Linked DNA regions of Sus scrofa: region 2 is linked to region 1. Evidence: chromatin contacts called from public Hi-C data. All regions are on one chromosome and are shown on one strand. Each heading gives the region's core, a stretch centred on a gene start, on an enhancer-like site or on the middle of the called end of the contact. The rest is flanking DNA. Distances are from core to core; before and after follow the strand shown.

Region 1 (6,851 bases), core at 1,201-3,700:
GTTGATGTGTAGACATGAGACATAGTACCCTCCACTGAGGCTGTGGTCCTGGTGGACAGACGGGAAACAGACACGCTGCGTGGTTTGTTCTCAGACAGTAACTGGAAAGATTGATGTCATTTTATAGTCCATATTTCACAATAAGGCACTAAGCCCGGCTTTCTCTCCTCTCAGAACTGAACCATGTGCCCAAGCCTTAAAAAGGAAAACTAAAAGCAGAACATGAAGAATATGTTCCATTATAAGCTCAGGAGGGAGGTGAAAAGTTGAAGCAAATGAAAAACAGAGTCGTTGTCAATGGTTGGATATCATGATTCCGCAAACTGATGTGCTCAGCCATGAACCGACTGCCAACTGTCTTTTGGGGGCAAAAGAAAATGCTCCATGCGAGAAGAGAGAGATTTAACTCTTTTTCCTAAGCATGATAAAAATGCAAGTTTTCCATCTTCATCCAGTTCCCATATGCTCCAGAGAAAGAGCTTGAATAAAAAGTGGAAAGAACAGACCCCTGTCACAGGGGCACGAAGCTGGTATAATCAGAAGAGGGAAAAGGCTATATTATTTAGGATAAACAAGAAGGGGAGAGCAATTTAATTGATTCCTGATGTTCAGCATAACATAAGCCAGAGCTCTTAAAACCTGGTGGCTTATTTTTATTTGTGAATAGATTTGATTTTTTTTTTTTTTTAAATGGGTTTTCCATCTGCGTTGGTGGAATTCCAGTCAAGAAACTTCTATCCTGGCTGCTTTGATCTTGTGCTCACCTTTCAAAGGCAGAAAAAGGTCTTCTTTTTCCTTTATGTAAAAGTACTTCCAGCCAATATTTAATATGAAAGAGATGTTTATCAGACCTGGGATGGGCATATTGAAGCTATTCAGAGGTTAGGGCTTTCTCTCCCTGTCTCTTTTTTCTCTCCTACACATGCCCCCCCCACCCCAACTTTTTTTTCTATCAGCTTAGGACCCTTGACTATACTTCCTGTTGTGAGTTTGTACAGCTGAGACAGATAGGGGTGGCGGTCTAAAGTTGCTACAAAAGTAAGTGAGAAGAATAGGAATTAGAGGGGGGGTTTCTCCATAAGACAGAAATGTGCATTAATTCAATTGCAAAACCTCTGACAGACAGCAGGCGTGATTATTTCAGAGAGCTGACAATTTTAGTACTGTCTGTTTGCCAGATCTTGATGTGAAGTCCAGACTTAGAGGCGGTATTTGGAAGATAATTCTCCATGGGTACATTTTTCCCCCTCCTCCTCTCGCTAGCAAAGCTATCTGTCTCTAAATTATTTAAATTCAGCAAATCACATAGGTCTCTTTGTGAACTTTTGCAAATAAAACAGAATGGGTTATTTTAAAAACCAACTGATGATGATAAAACAGACTTTTTTTTTCCTCAAGTGAAAGAGGTTATCTAGTGCCTGGACACAAAGCCTGGTCACCTGAGACAATTCTAGAGCAAACTAGAATTTTTTCAGTCCACTTTCCACATAGTGTTTTTATACACTGTGATACTCACCAGTTAACTTACATATAATGACAGTTGATTTTATGCAAAGTAAACATGTTTCGTCTAACGTTTAAGGCCAAACACTCAGCCAGACAGAAATGCTTCCATTTTAAGAAAAATGGATTTTTTGCAAAATAAGACACAGTAGAATATATATGTGCACGTTGTAAGAGTTAATTTTTTTTTTTCCTCATCTTTTCTAGGGCTGCAACCTCCGCATATGGAGGTTCCCAAGATAGGGGTCTAATCAGAGCTATAGCCGCCAGCCTACACCACAGCCACAGCAATGCCAGATCCGAGCCACATCTGTGACCTACACCACAGCTCATGGCAAAGCAGGATCCTTGACTCACTGAGCGAGGCCAGGGATCAAACCCGCAACCTTATGGTTCCTAGTCAGGTTTGTTAACCTCTGACGGGAACTTCAAGAATTAATTATTTAAACCCCCAATTACTACAAAATTCCTCTCAATTACAGAATATAGCTTAAATAGACTTTTATTAACCATAACTTAATTAATAGGTCACTTTCCAGTAATATCAATTGAAATAAAAAACAGCAAATATGTAAATAATTTTCTTTTAGGTCTTAAAAATAATACATTTCTAAACGGTTTTCTTTTAGCTCTTTGTTTTGAATGAAACAACCACCACGGACTTGGCCAGTATTACCCACCTCTGCTACCGTCAGGTTTTGAAGAGTTTTCTTCCTTTTCTGCTAACACCAGAACTCTAAAACCATGTGGCAGAATTAAGTCTTTTTACACCAGGGCTATAGGATGGAAGCTTTTGCAAAAAATAATTCATAAAATTGTGGTGAAGGATAAAGGAGGCAGCACGTCAGCTTTTAAATATCCATTTATCACTCATTCCAGATGATGGAACAGAAATGCTGGAGCAGTAGGTCAGCTGTTTTAACGCTTCCCCCTGAATCAGAGGGAGGGGACTTTATGGATCCCAGCTGTGCTTATTTTTGGGTTTCCTGGCTCTTTACTGTCCTGTAGGGTGTAGTCTACATGTCCCAAGTTCAAGAGAGAGTTTGGTCCAGAAGCTCTTGCTTAAGTTAATTTTCTTTTCTTTCATTTTTTTTTTTTTTAAGAGTATTAGATATTTGTAGTGCTCAACATATTGCCAAGATCCCTTAAATGGCAGGTCAAGGTGGGACCAGACAGGAGAGACAGAGAGAAGGGTAGGGAGAGACAGAGAGAGAAGGAAAGAAAGAGAGAGGAAGAGAGAAGGAGAGAGAGAAGGAGAGAGAAGGACAGGAGGAAGAAAGACTACAGACCAGACAGTGAGCCCCGGGTGTTGCATTAATTTCCAAAGAAGGAAAGAAGAAAGAGAGAAAGGAAGGAACCAAAGAATGAGGAATTCAGAGGACTGAAGACCTTACCTATTATTTTACTTCCTAAGTTTTCATTCACATCATTATCATCTGGGAAGCTTGTAAAAATGAAGAGTCCCAAAACTCGCTGACAGTTTCGGATGTCTGGGACACAGGAATCTGCACTTTAATAAGAAACAACTTAATAGTCTTTATAATGTGATAAAGGCAGTTCCTCCCAGGTATTACAGCCTGCAAAAGTCACCTGAAGTGAAGCAGGGGCAACAGGTGCCTAAGGAAGTCACAGAAGCAGAAAGAAGAACGAACCTTTCCGAGGGACCCAGGGGAACAGGGCCAGCGAAGTGTGTTGGGTGCTGGACCCAATGACCTAATGAGATGCAGCAAAGAGGGGGTTAAAAGAGGAAGGGAGTACCTACAATGATGCTTTTTATGGTCCAACATCCAGATTTGTCTCATGAGATGAAGACAGGAAGAGGAGAAGAAATAGGAGATGATAAGTTGCTAATTAAAGTGGCCAGAATTTGTGGCTTGATCACTTGATGAGTCCGAAGTCCCAACACTTCTTTTTGAGATTCTTACTGCACAATAGGAAAATCATCAGAAAGTATCGTCGGAAATAAAGGACTGGTGGAATTCATCACCCGTGTTCCCAGAAGTTCTGCTGAGGTGGCTGCCTTTTAGTAGAAAAGAGAGAAGATGGAATTTTAGAATAGCTGAAAGAAAAATTGGATCTAGATGAGATAGGGTCTAAAGTTGCCCATGGAAAGATGGAAGGCTCTGATTCTCTAACCCAGAAAACTTCGAAACGTCAAAGTTTAAGTGTCCACTTTAAGAGTTTAGAGGTCAAATTGGTATCGGAGTTGGCCACTGATGATTACAGAATTTTTACATCTGAGAGACTTGGGGGCGGCAGTAGGTTTGGAAGGGAGCCTGGAAATGGGTTTGTATAGCGCTTTACTGAAGTTTGTGAAAATCAACTGTTCACCTCAAAGGACGAGGGATGATGGATATTATTGGTGGTAGGTGAGGGTAGTGAAAGCTATTTCAGTCCTTTTTTTTTTTTTTTTTCAAGAGCCAGTAATGAGGCTGCTACTCCTTGAAGCAGATTCACATAAAGCCTCACTAAAATATCTTGGAAATCACAGAGAAAATGAACACATGAATCTTTTTTTTTTTTTTTTTTTTTTTTTTTTTTTTTTTTTTTTTGTCTTTTTAGGGCCGCACCCATGACTTACGAAGGTTTCCAGGCTAGGGGTCCAATTGGAGCTGTAGCTGCTGGCTACCCCACAGCCACAGCCACGCCAGATGCTTAACCCACTGAGTGAGGCCAAGGAATCACACCCACATCCTCATGGATGCTAGTTGGGTTCTTTAATAGCTGAGCCACAGCGGAAACTCCAAAACAAGAGTCTTAAGGAGACTGATAAAAGTGTTGCCTGCATTCTGGAGGGGAGTTGGCTAATGACAAAAACCTTGAGTTCTCCCTGCTTAATACTTATCAGGGAACTCTGTGATCCAGTTAAGGACCATGGAAGTGAGATCCCAAAGAATTTTGAAAATCCTTTTCTCTCTGGGCAAAGCCATTTGACAATCAGGAGCTGAACACTGACCTTTCTTTCTCTCTTGCATTCCTGCTGTGAACAGTCCTAATTACTCCTGATCATCATCCAAGTCAGACGGCCCTTCAGAAAAGGAAAAAAAATCGCATTATTTTCAAAAATATTGCTCATGTAAGACAAATGTTTCCCCTGTGTATAATTTTTAAAGTGCTGCTTGTTTTTATTTATAGGCATTTTATTTTTCATTTTAAAAAATATTTTGGGGCGTTCCCATCATGGCTTAGCAGAAAAGAATCTGACTAATATCCATGAGGTTTGATCCCTGGCCTCGCTCAGTGGGTTGAGGTTCCTATGTTGCTATGAGCTGTGGTGTAGGTCACAGACTGGCTTGTCCTGTGTCGCTGGGGCCACGGTGTAGGCCGGCAGCTGCAGCTCCGATTCGACCCCTAGCCTGGGAACGTCCATTTCCTGTGGGTGAAGTCCTAAAAAGCGAATAAATGAATAAATAAATAAATAAATAAAATATTTAAAAAATTTTTATTAGACTATATATTTGATTTACACTGTTGTGTCAATTTCTGCTGAACAGCATAGTGACCCAGACATCCATATGTATATATTCTTTTTCTCATATTATCTTCCACCCTGGTCTATCCCAAGAGATTGGATAGAGTTCCCTGTGCTGTACCGTAGGACCCCATTGCCTCTCCATTCTAAATGTAATAGTTTTCATCTACCAACCCCAAACTCTCAGTCCATCCCACTCCCTCCTCTCTCCTCCTTGGAAACCACAAATCTGTTCTCTAGGTCTGTGAGTCTGTTTCTGTTTTGTAGATAGGTTCTTTTGTGTACTTACAGGCATTTTAAACTGCTATCAAATTCCCTTATTGAATGAGGGGAACAAACTGCCATCTCAGGACTCTTGCACTTACCTCTGCTTCTACCTGGGATGCTCACCTCCACTCCTGCCTTCCCCCCTTATCTGCTTTCCTCAGGTTTCTGCTCAGGTGCCATCCTTACGGAAGGTCTTTCCTGACCATTATATATGAAAGAAGTGCTGCCTAATTGCTCTGTGCTTACTTTAATCCTCTTCATGGCTCTTCAAGCACCTGTATATCCTTTATTTACGGGTTGATTTTCTGTCTCCTCCCACTAGAATATAAGCTCTTTGAGGGAAAGCTCTATTTTGTTCATGCTTCAGTCTCCAAGGTCTAAATGAGACTTAACCACATTTATTAAGATATATTTTGTTTTCTTCTTTGACCTGGTTTTGGGGTGACTTATGAGTAAATTACAAATCACTTTTAAATGGCTAGAAATAATTTAGAGAGTTATTTTGAAATCTTATAATACTGCCATCTATTGTATATTGTTGCTGTTTGAATATTTTCATCTAAAGTTGTTAGTCAATTTTTTTTTCTTGTTTCTTTAGGGCCACACCTGTGGCATATGGAAGTTCCCAGGCTAGGGGTCGAATTGGAGCTACAGCTGCCAGCCTACACCACAGCCACAGGAACACCAGATCCAAGCCACATCTGCAACCTATACCACAGCTCATGGTAACGCCAGATCCTTTACCCACTGAGCAACCAGGGATCAAACCTGCGACCTCATGGTTCCTAGTCAGATTTGTTTACGCTGTGCCACAATGTGAACTCCCAGGATTCTTTTAAAGTTCTATTTAGTTCCCCCCCCTCCCATTACTACTCTTAAGGGTGGCCATTTATCTGGTTTTTCAGAAGAGAACTACTCTTTTTTTTTGGTGGCAGATTCTCTTCTTTCATTTAGTTATTTTTCGCTGTCCACTCCTTTGAGCGAAGGGCTAGAATGATCAGCAGCAGTAGCCAGCATGGGCTTCCTTGAAGAGCTTGTTGGATAGTGTTTAACATCCTTGGTGGTGCTCTTCCCTCCACTTCCTAACTCATCTAGAGCAGGTGGATATAAGGGTTCTGGATGAGATGGGTCAGCTGGACTGGGTCAGAGAACTTTCTTCTTTTCCAGATGTGCAAGCTAGAAGCAGACCTGAGGAACAGTTGCAGGAGTGTCTCTTTAGTGAACGTCCCAAGTGAAGTACAGGCCGAATGATATGCCGGCCATTCTGTACATGGGCCACTCAGAGTGGCTTTTAGCATCCTGTGGTTTGCTCTCTGGTGACTAAGGGATCCTCAACCTGCCACTCACATGACCTTTGCTCATGGGATCCCAGGGACACTAACAGCTGGTTAGAAATGTGGTTGCCAATAGGAAGCAAGAGGGCTTCTTACAATGACTAAGCATGTGTGGGGTTTCATTGATATCCTGAGCTGTCCGCTCCACCTGCCATGTGGTTTTGCTGTGGAAACTTCCATTTAACAGAATTTTTGACTCTACTCTGCTTCAGAAATCAGCTAGAGAGAAGTGTCTGCTGTATTTATTTGAGTTGTCCTTACCAAATAAAGTCTTG
Region 2 (6,851 bases), core at 3,226-5,725, 180 kb before region 1:
TTAGGACCATAGTTGTGGCATAGGGAGGTTCCCAGGCTAGGGGTTGAATTGGAGCTACAGCCACCAGCATACGCCACAGCCTCAGCAATGCAGGATTCGAGCCATGGCTTTGATCTACACCACAGCTCACAGCACCACCTGATCCTTAACCCAGTGAGTAAGGCCAGGGATAGAACCTGCAACCTCATGGTTCCCAGTTGGATTCGTGTCCACTGAGCCGCGATGGGAACTCCTGCCTTTTCACTTTGTCGATGGTTTCCTTTGATGTGCAGAAGCTTTTTATATTAGATTTTGATTTATATATTTCAAAGCTATTTGTTTAAATCTATTAAAAAGTCATGACTATTGTATCTTCCTGATGTACTGAAATGTGTTTGTATAGTTATTAGTATGCAATAATCCTCTTGGGTCCCTCTAGTAATTTTCACTTTATATTCAATTTGACATTAATATTGTTACTGTTTGCTCTCCTTTAAGCACTTTTGATATATCTTGCATCACAGGATCGGAGCTGCATCTGCAACCTACACCACAGCTCACAGCAATGCCAGATCCTTAACCCACTGAGCAAGGCCAGGGATCGAACGTACATCTTCATGGATGCTAGTCAGATTCATTAACCGCTGAGCCATGATGGGAACTCCAGACATGTATTTTTAAAATAGAAGTATAGTTGATTTACAGTATTGTGTTCATTTCAGAAAAGTCTCATATATTTTTTATCATCCCTTTATTTCAATGTCGTCTTGTTATTTTAAGCCTGTCTCTCTCTTTCTCTCTTTTTGTTTTTTTTGCCTCACCCACAGCATGTGGAAATTCCTGGGCCAGGGATTGAACTTGTGCCACAGCAGTGACCCAAGCCACTGCAGTGACAATGCTGCATCCTTAACCCTCTGCACCACAGCAGAACCCCAAGCCTCTTAAAAATAAAAAGAGTTCATTTTCATTTCCTTTGGTCTGTGAGTCTATCTTCTAATACTCATTTTACTCATTCATAGTTATTGTTATTTATGATACCCTTAGGCTTGTTTCTACTCGTTTATTTATTTGCTCATTCTTACTTCCCCCTTTTCCCACTTGTCTTCTCATTCCCCTCTATTCTGTATTGAATTGTTTCTCTATTTTTTTCCCTACTAATAGATTAGAAGAAATAATGCCATACATATATTTAAGCTTACATGTTTGACGATGTCTATCAACTAATACCTACATCTGTATCATTTGGCTATTGCCATAGCGATGTTTTACTGAAGACTATTCCTCCAAATAAACCCAACCAATGGCAGTCTTTTTTTCACCATGCACACAGCTGTGCAGCTGAACCAGGTTCTGCTGATGTAGGCTGGGCTTGGTTAAGACAGTTCTGCTACTCCTTGTAGCTCTGTAGGTGGGTCGAAATAGCTTTGCTTCAGGCTGTAGTGGTTGGGGTGGTTCTGCTCCATGTGTCTCCCATTCTCTCCTGCCAAACAGCAGGGTAGCTGGGGCAAGTTCTTCTAATAGGAATGGTGGAGGCCCAAGAGAGGAAGCATAACCCCCAACCTCCCTTTCAAGCCTCTGGTTTATTCATAGTGGCTAATAAAGCATAGAGTCAAGGGGTGAGGAAATATACTCCAGGACATGAAGAGGGCATTGCAAAATTACATGACAGAGAGTGTGGATGTATAGTCCTCTCCCATTGCTAAGGAGAGAGAGAACAGAAGACCCAGTCTACCAGGACATTTTTCCCTGTAACAAGATGCATTAAAAAAACAAAACAAAACAAAACAAAAACACAGGTGTTCCCGTCGTGGCGCAGTGGTTAACGAATTCGACTAGGAAACATGAGGTTGCAGGTTTGATCCCTGGCCTTGCCAGTGGGTTAAGGATCCAGCGTTGCCATGAGCTGTGGTGTAGGTCGCAGATGCGGCTCGGATCCCGCGTTGCCGTGGCTCTGGTGTAGGCTGGCGGCTGCAGCTCCAATCAGACCCCTAGCCTGGGAACTTCCATATGCCATGGGAGTGGCCCTAGAAAAGGCACAAAGACAAAAAATAATAAGTGCCTCCATTATTCCTCCCTGTCATTTTCTGCGTTGCTATTTGAGATACGTGCTATTTGCTATTTAAGACTGCTATTCTTTTTCATCGATGAAATGTATACTTATTGAGACAAGGGCATACGGGGCACTGCATGGATCTGAGTTCTGCTGATGGATGCGATGATGTGCTGATCAGAATCTCCATCAGGAACGAGAGACTCTCAGCTGTAGAGAATGCTGCCAACAGCCAGTTCTCAGCTCTCAGACGTCAGCAGGGATTGCCTTGACTGAGGACAGCTGTCTTGCCAAGGTCCTAAGAGGGAACATCCATCCTGCACTCCCACGTTCAGATCTTTATTCTCTGCTAGAGTTCTTATCCCTCTGTATTTGAATACTATTTTTTTTTTTTTCATCTTTTGCCATTTCTTGGGCCGCTCCCACAGCACATGGAGGTTCCCAGGCTAGGGGTCGATTTGGAGCTGTAGCCACCGGCCTACGCCAGAGACACAGCAAGGGATCCGAGCCTCTTTCCAGGTGATCACAGTCAATGACTGCTCAATAGCAGGTTCTAAAAGTCCAGCCCTCTTACCCCTAAGTTAGGATGGTTCTGAAGGATAATTCAGCTCTTGGAACTCCTCGGAGAATCAGGTAAGGCTTCTCTTGATATTGTATCACCCCAACTTCTGCTCTTCCCCAGGTGTTTAACCTCAGAGCACTCCCTAGTAAACTTTTTTACATACTAACCTCCGTTGTCAGAGACAACTCGTGTTAGTCTGAAAACTGCTAAAAGTCTTTCAATATCATGCCTTGTGGTTTTATGATGTAGGGCATATATACACACACAAGTAAGAATTCTGTGAAGACACATGGGTGTACTTACCTGCTCCCTCCCTCCCTTGTTTTGGAGAACAGAATGATGAATGTAATAGTCAAATGAGACTGACTTCATTAAAATGTATTTCCGAAGCAGTGCGTGGAAGGAATACTTGTGAAAAAATCAAACCTTTTGAAAACATCAAATCTGCTAAATAGTCAACTTCAGGGGAATTGCCTACAGTGAAAATTATACAGTGGGTTTTGATATTAATTTACAACTGGTGTGTCACTGTGAGAGTTTTTCCATATTCTATCAGGCCTAGATTTCTTTTCGCAAATAATTTAGGTTCTATTGATCTTTTTCCATAGAGTGGACATGATGAAGCTTTTATCTATTTATTTATTTTTGTCTCTTTAGGGCTGCACCCATGGCATATGCAGGTCCCCAGGCTAGGGGTCGAATTGGAGCTGTAGCTGCCAGCTTACGCCACAGGCACAGCAACGCAGGATCTGAGCCGCATTTGCGGCCTACACCCATAGCTCACTGCAATGCTGGATCCTTATCCCACTGAGTGAGGCTGGGGATCGAACCCGCCTCCTCATGGGTACTAGTGGGGTTTGTTAACTGCTGAGCCATGACAAGAACTCCTGGTGAAGCTTTATTGGCATGGCATGTCATTTTTGAGGACATTGAGATAGAGTACCAGCCAAGGAAGATTTCCTCTAAATGGTGAAAGGAATGTTAAAGATAATAGTATTCAGGAGTTCCCGTCGTGGCTCAGTGGTTAACGAATCCGACTAGGAACCATGAGGTTTCGGGTTCGACCCCTGGCCTTGCTCAGTGGGTTAGGGATCCAGCGTTGCTGTGAGCTGTGGTGTAGATCGCAGACGAGGCTCGGATCCCTTGCTGTGTCTCTGGCGTAGGCCGGTGGCTACAGCTCCGATTCGACCCCTAGCCTGGGAGCCTCCATATGCTGTGGGAGCAGCCCAAGAAATGGCAAAAGATGAAAAAAAAATAGTATTCAAATACAGAGGGATAAGAACTCTAGCAGAGAATAAAGATCTGAGCGTGGGACTGCAGGATGGATGTTCCCTCTTAGGACATCAGTTGCGTCCAGCAGGAAGGGTCTGTTTCTCCTCCTTCTTCTGTCTCCTTTCAAAATGCATATTTGTATTTTGGATTATCTCTTTCCATGTGTTTTGATGCTCTTTCTACCTGAATCTGATCTTCTTAATGCCCTATTGTTAGTTGAAAGTAACCTATGTCTCTTGTTGAAATAATTAGTTTCACCTGAAAAGGCAAATGCCTTGATTGTTTGACAAGATAAATTTATTGACTTTTTTTTTTTTTTTTTTTTTTTGCCACAAAAAGTTCCCGGGTTAGGGATTGAACCCAGCCACAGCAGTGACCTGAGCCACAGCAGTGACAACACCGGGTCCTTAACTGCTAGGCCACCAGAGGACTCCTGTGAATGTCTTTTGATTGGCTTTTTTCAACTCGATTTATTTTGAATCTTGGGCTCATGCTAATTTTTATAGGCACACTAGGGGGCACTGTTGAGTTATAAATAGCCCAATAGTGTTTGCCTGGTTTCTATTAATGCTGAACTTGCAACTCCTTTCATTGATGTCAGTATTTCACCTTCTGTGCTAGCAGTAGGATATGAAAAAGATGTGGCTATTTGCTTCCAGTGTAGAAAAAATAACAATGACTTAGAACAGTGCTTGTTGAAAGTTAAGGAAGAAAAATGCATACTTGTGAAGGAGTACAATTTTTTTTTCTTTTGACATTTTTTGGGTTAGAAATTCACATTAGCGATACAGCCAGTATACAAACCACAGTTGTAGCAACCAGAGAAAGAAACAGGATATGACTGCCTTTGTAAGATGCTCATAATATTCCCAGGGAGGCAGGGGAAAACTCCATTCATCTGCACTTTATTCAGAATGTTCTTTTCTTTTACTTGTCATTTTGGAATGGATTTAACTGTTGCTAAAAAGTTACAGGAACAGCAGCCTTAGAGCTAGAAATCATCTGTTTCTTCACAAAACAAGTTCACCCCAGATCAGCCATGTGACCTGCCCCAGCGGTGCCCAGCCCTCTGACCTGGGTCTTGGTGAAACAGCGTCCCTTTGGGGACTGAAAAAGAATTCATATTCTAAGTCCCTCATGCTATTTCTCTCAAGTTTGCTGCTGCTAGAATGTTGAGTGCTTTTTCCTTTTAAACTAGATACCGAGAAGTAAAACTAAAAGCCCAAATCCATTCAGCAGAGAATTCAGTGTACAGATTTGGGTTAAAATAAGCCACAAATATTTGAGCAGTATCATGATATACATTGCAGTGAATGAAAGAGTGGGTTAGGGTGATTTGAGTTTTCTCATTGGTAAGAGATAGAGTAGTTATGTGCCCATTTAAATTGTTTTCAATATTATTCAAGCCAATCTCAGAAGACTCAAATTTTTTTTTTTTTTGCCTTTTCAGGGCCACACCTGTGGTATATGGAGTTTCCCAGGCTAGGGGTCTAATCAGAGCAGATGCTGGCCTATGCCATAGCCACAGCAAGGCAGGATCCGAGCCGTGTCTGCAACCTACACCACAGCTTGTGGCAATGCTGGATCCTTAACCTTCTGAGCGAGGCCAGGGATCGAACCCTCAATCTCATGGTTCCTAGTCGGATTCATTTCCGCTGCGCCATGATGGGAACTCCAGAAGGGTCTTAATTTAAAACATTTTTGTGTGCGTGTTAATAGAATCAGGCATAAGTCTTTTTTTTTCTCCCATCAACACTTAATATAGTTATATCAGTTTACAAATATTTTAGGAAAGATGTGCTTTCAATGATTTCCATTAAAAAGCATTTACTGGAGTTCCCCTTGTGGCGCAGCAGAAACGAATCCGACTAGGAACCATGAGATTGAGGGTTTGATCCCTGGCCTCGCTCAGTGGGTTAAGGATCCAGTGTTGCAGTGAGCTGTGGTGTAGGTTGCAGATGCGGCTCGGATCTGGTGTTGCTGTGGCTGTGGTGTAGGCTGGCAGCTACAGCTCTGATTAGACCCCTAGCCTGGGAATCTCCATATGCTGTGGGTGCGACCCTGAAAAGACAAAAAAAAAAAAAAAAAAAAAAAAAAAAGCTAAAAAAGCATTTACTAAAAAGCATTTATTTATGTAGTTACTATGTACAGCTAGTTATTTGTGACTCCTAGTCATCTGATGTCCACCCTCCACTGAGGCACCAGACACACCTGAATTTGCATCCCAGCCCAGTGGGTTGTTCATCCTGCAACTCTCTAGGGCAACTTAGTTGATACTTGAGTTTCAGATTGTTGAAGATAATAATAGTTTCATCATAAAGGCTTTGTAGGGATGAAATGAGGCACTAATGTAGTTGAATGGGCAAAGTATTCAATGGAATCTAGTGTGCTCCCTTTTGCAGCTACTTAAGACCAGTGATGATGCAATCAATAGACAGAAACAGTAAGAGTTCAAACTGCCACACTGTTGTGTGTCCACACATCAGCCTGGAAAAGTCTCACAAAGGCAAAGAAAATACTACGAGGGGAAATGCACATTTCATGCACTAGGGTGTCAAAGGAAAAGCATTTCTCCTGTCCAAAATTTAGAATACACATGAGCTATTTATAATATAGGCTGCACTCCACAATATTTTATTAAAAAAATTTTTTTTTTGTCTTTTTGCCTTTTCTAGGGCCGCTCCTGTGGCATATGGAGGTTCCCAGATTAGGGGTCTAGTCGGAGCTGTAGCTGCTGGCCTACACCAGAGCCACAGCAACACAGGATCCGAGCCGCATCTGCGACCCACACCACAGCTCATGGCAACGTCAGATCATTAACCCACTGAGCAAGGCCAGGGATCGAACCTGCAACCTCATGGTTCCTAGTCGGATTTATTAACCACTGCGCCATGACGGGAACTCCTCCACAATATTTTAATCAAAGTCTTGCGAATGACTTTGGATCAAAGACATGAATCAAACACTCAACAGAAGTAGAGCCTCTAT

Evidence for each region. Hi-C and Micro-C count contacts between places; a contact is called where the count stands out from the background.
Region 2: a contact with region 1 is called in a Hi-C map of subcutaneous adipose tissue, with 2.9 times the contacts expected there. The contact joins two enhancer-like sites. A contact is called at or near these places in 4 of 47 Hi-C or Micro-C datasets (embryonic fibroblasts, heart right ventricle, skeletal muscle and 1 more) and 2 of 2 datasets of contacts at active chromatin or transcription factors (alveolar macrophages and skeletal muscle).

Annotation. Positions count from the first base shown.
Region 1 is chr1:251,998,725-252,005,575 of Sscrofa11.1, reverse strand. No RefSeq gene overlaps it. Among named protein-coding and RNA genes, the nearest start is that of LPAR1, 24 kb to the right of the region's middle. Within about 2 kb of position 2,450, at least 6 of the 83 cell types and tissues checked have an H3K27ac peak or open chromatin away from gene starts, as enhancers often do. A contact at or near this core is called in subcutaneous adipose tissue, where this site is marked.
Region 2 is chr1:252,183,510-252,190,360 of Sscrofa11.1, reverse strand. No RefSeq gene overlaps it. Among named protein-coding and RNA genes, the nearest start is that of KIAA0368, 140 kb to the left of the region's middle. Within about 2 kb of position 4,475, at least 13 of the 83 cell types and tissues checked have an H3K27ac peak or open chromatin away from gene starts, as enhancers often do. A contact at or near this core is called in subcutaneous adipose tissue, where this site is marked.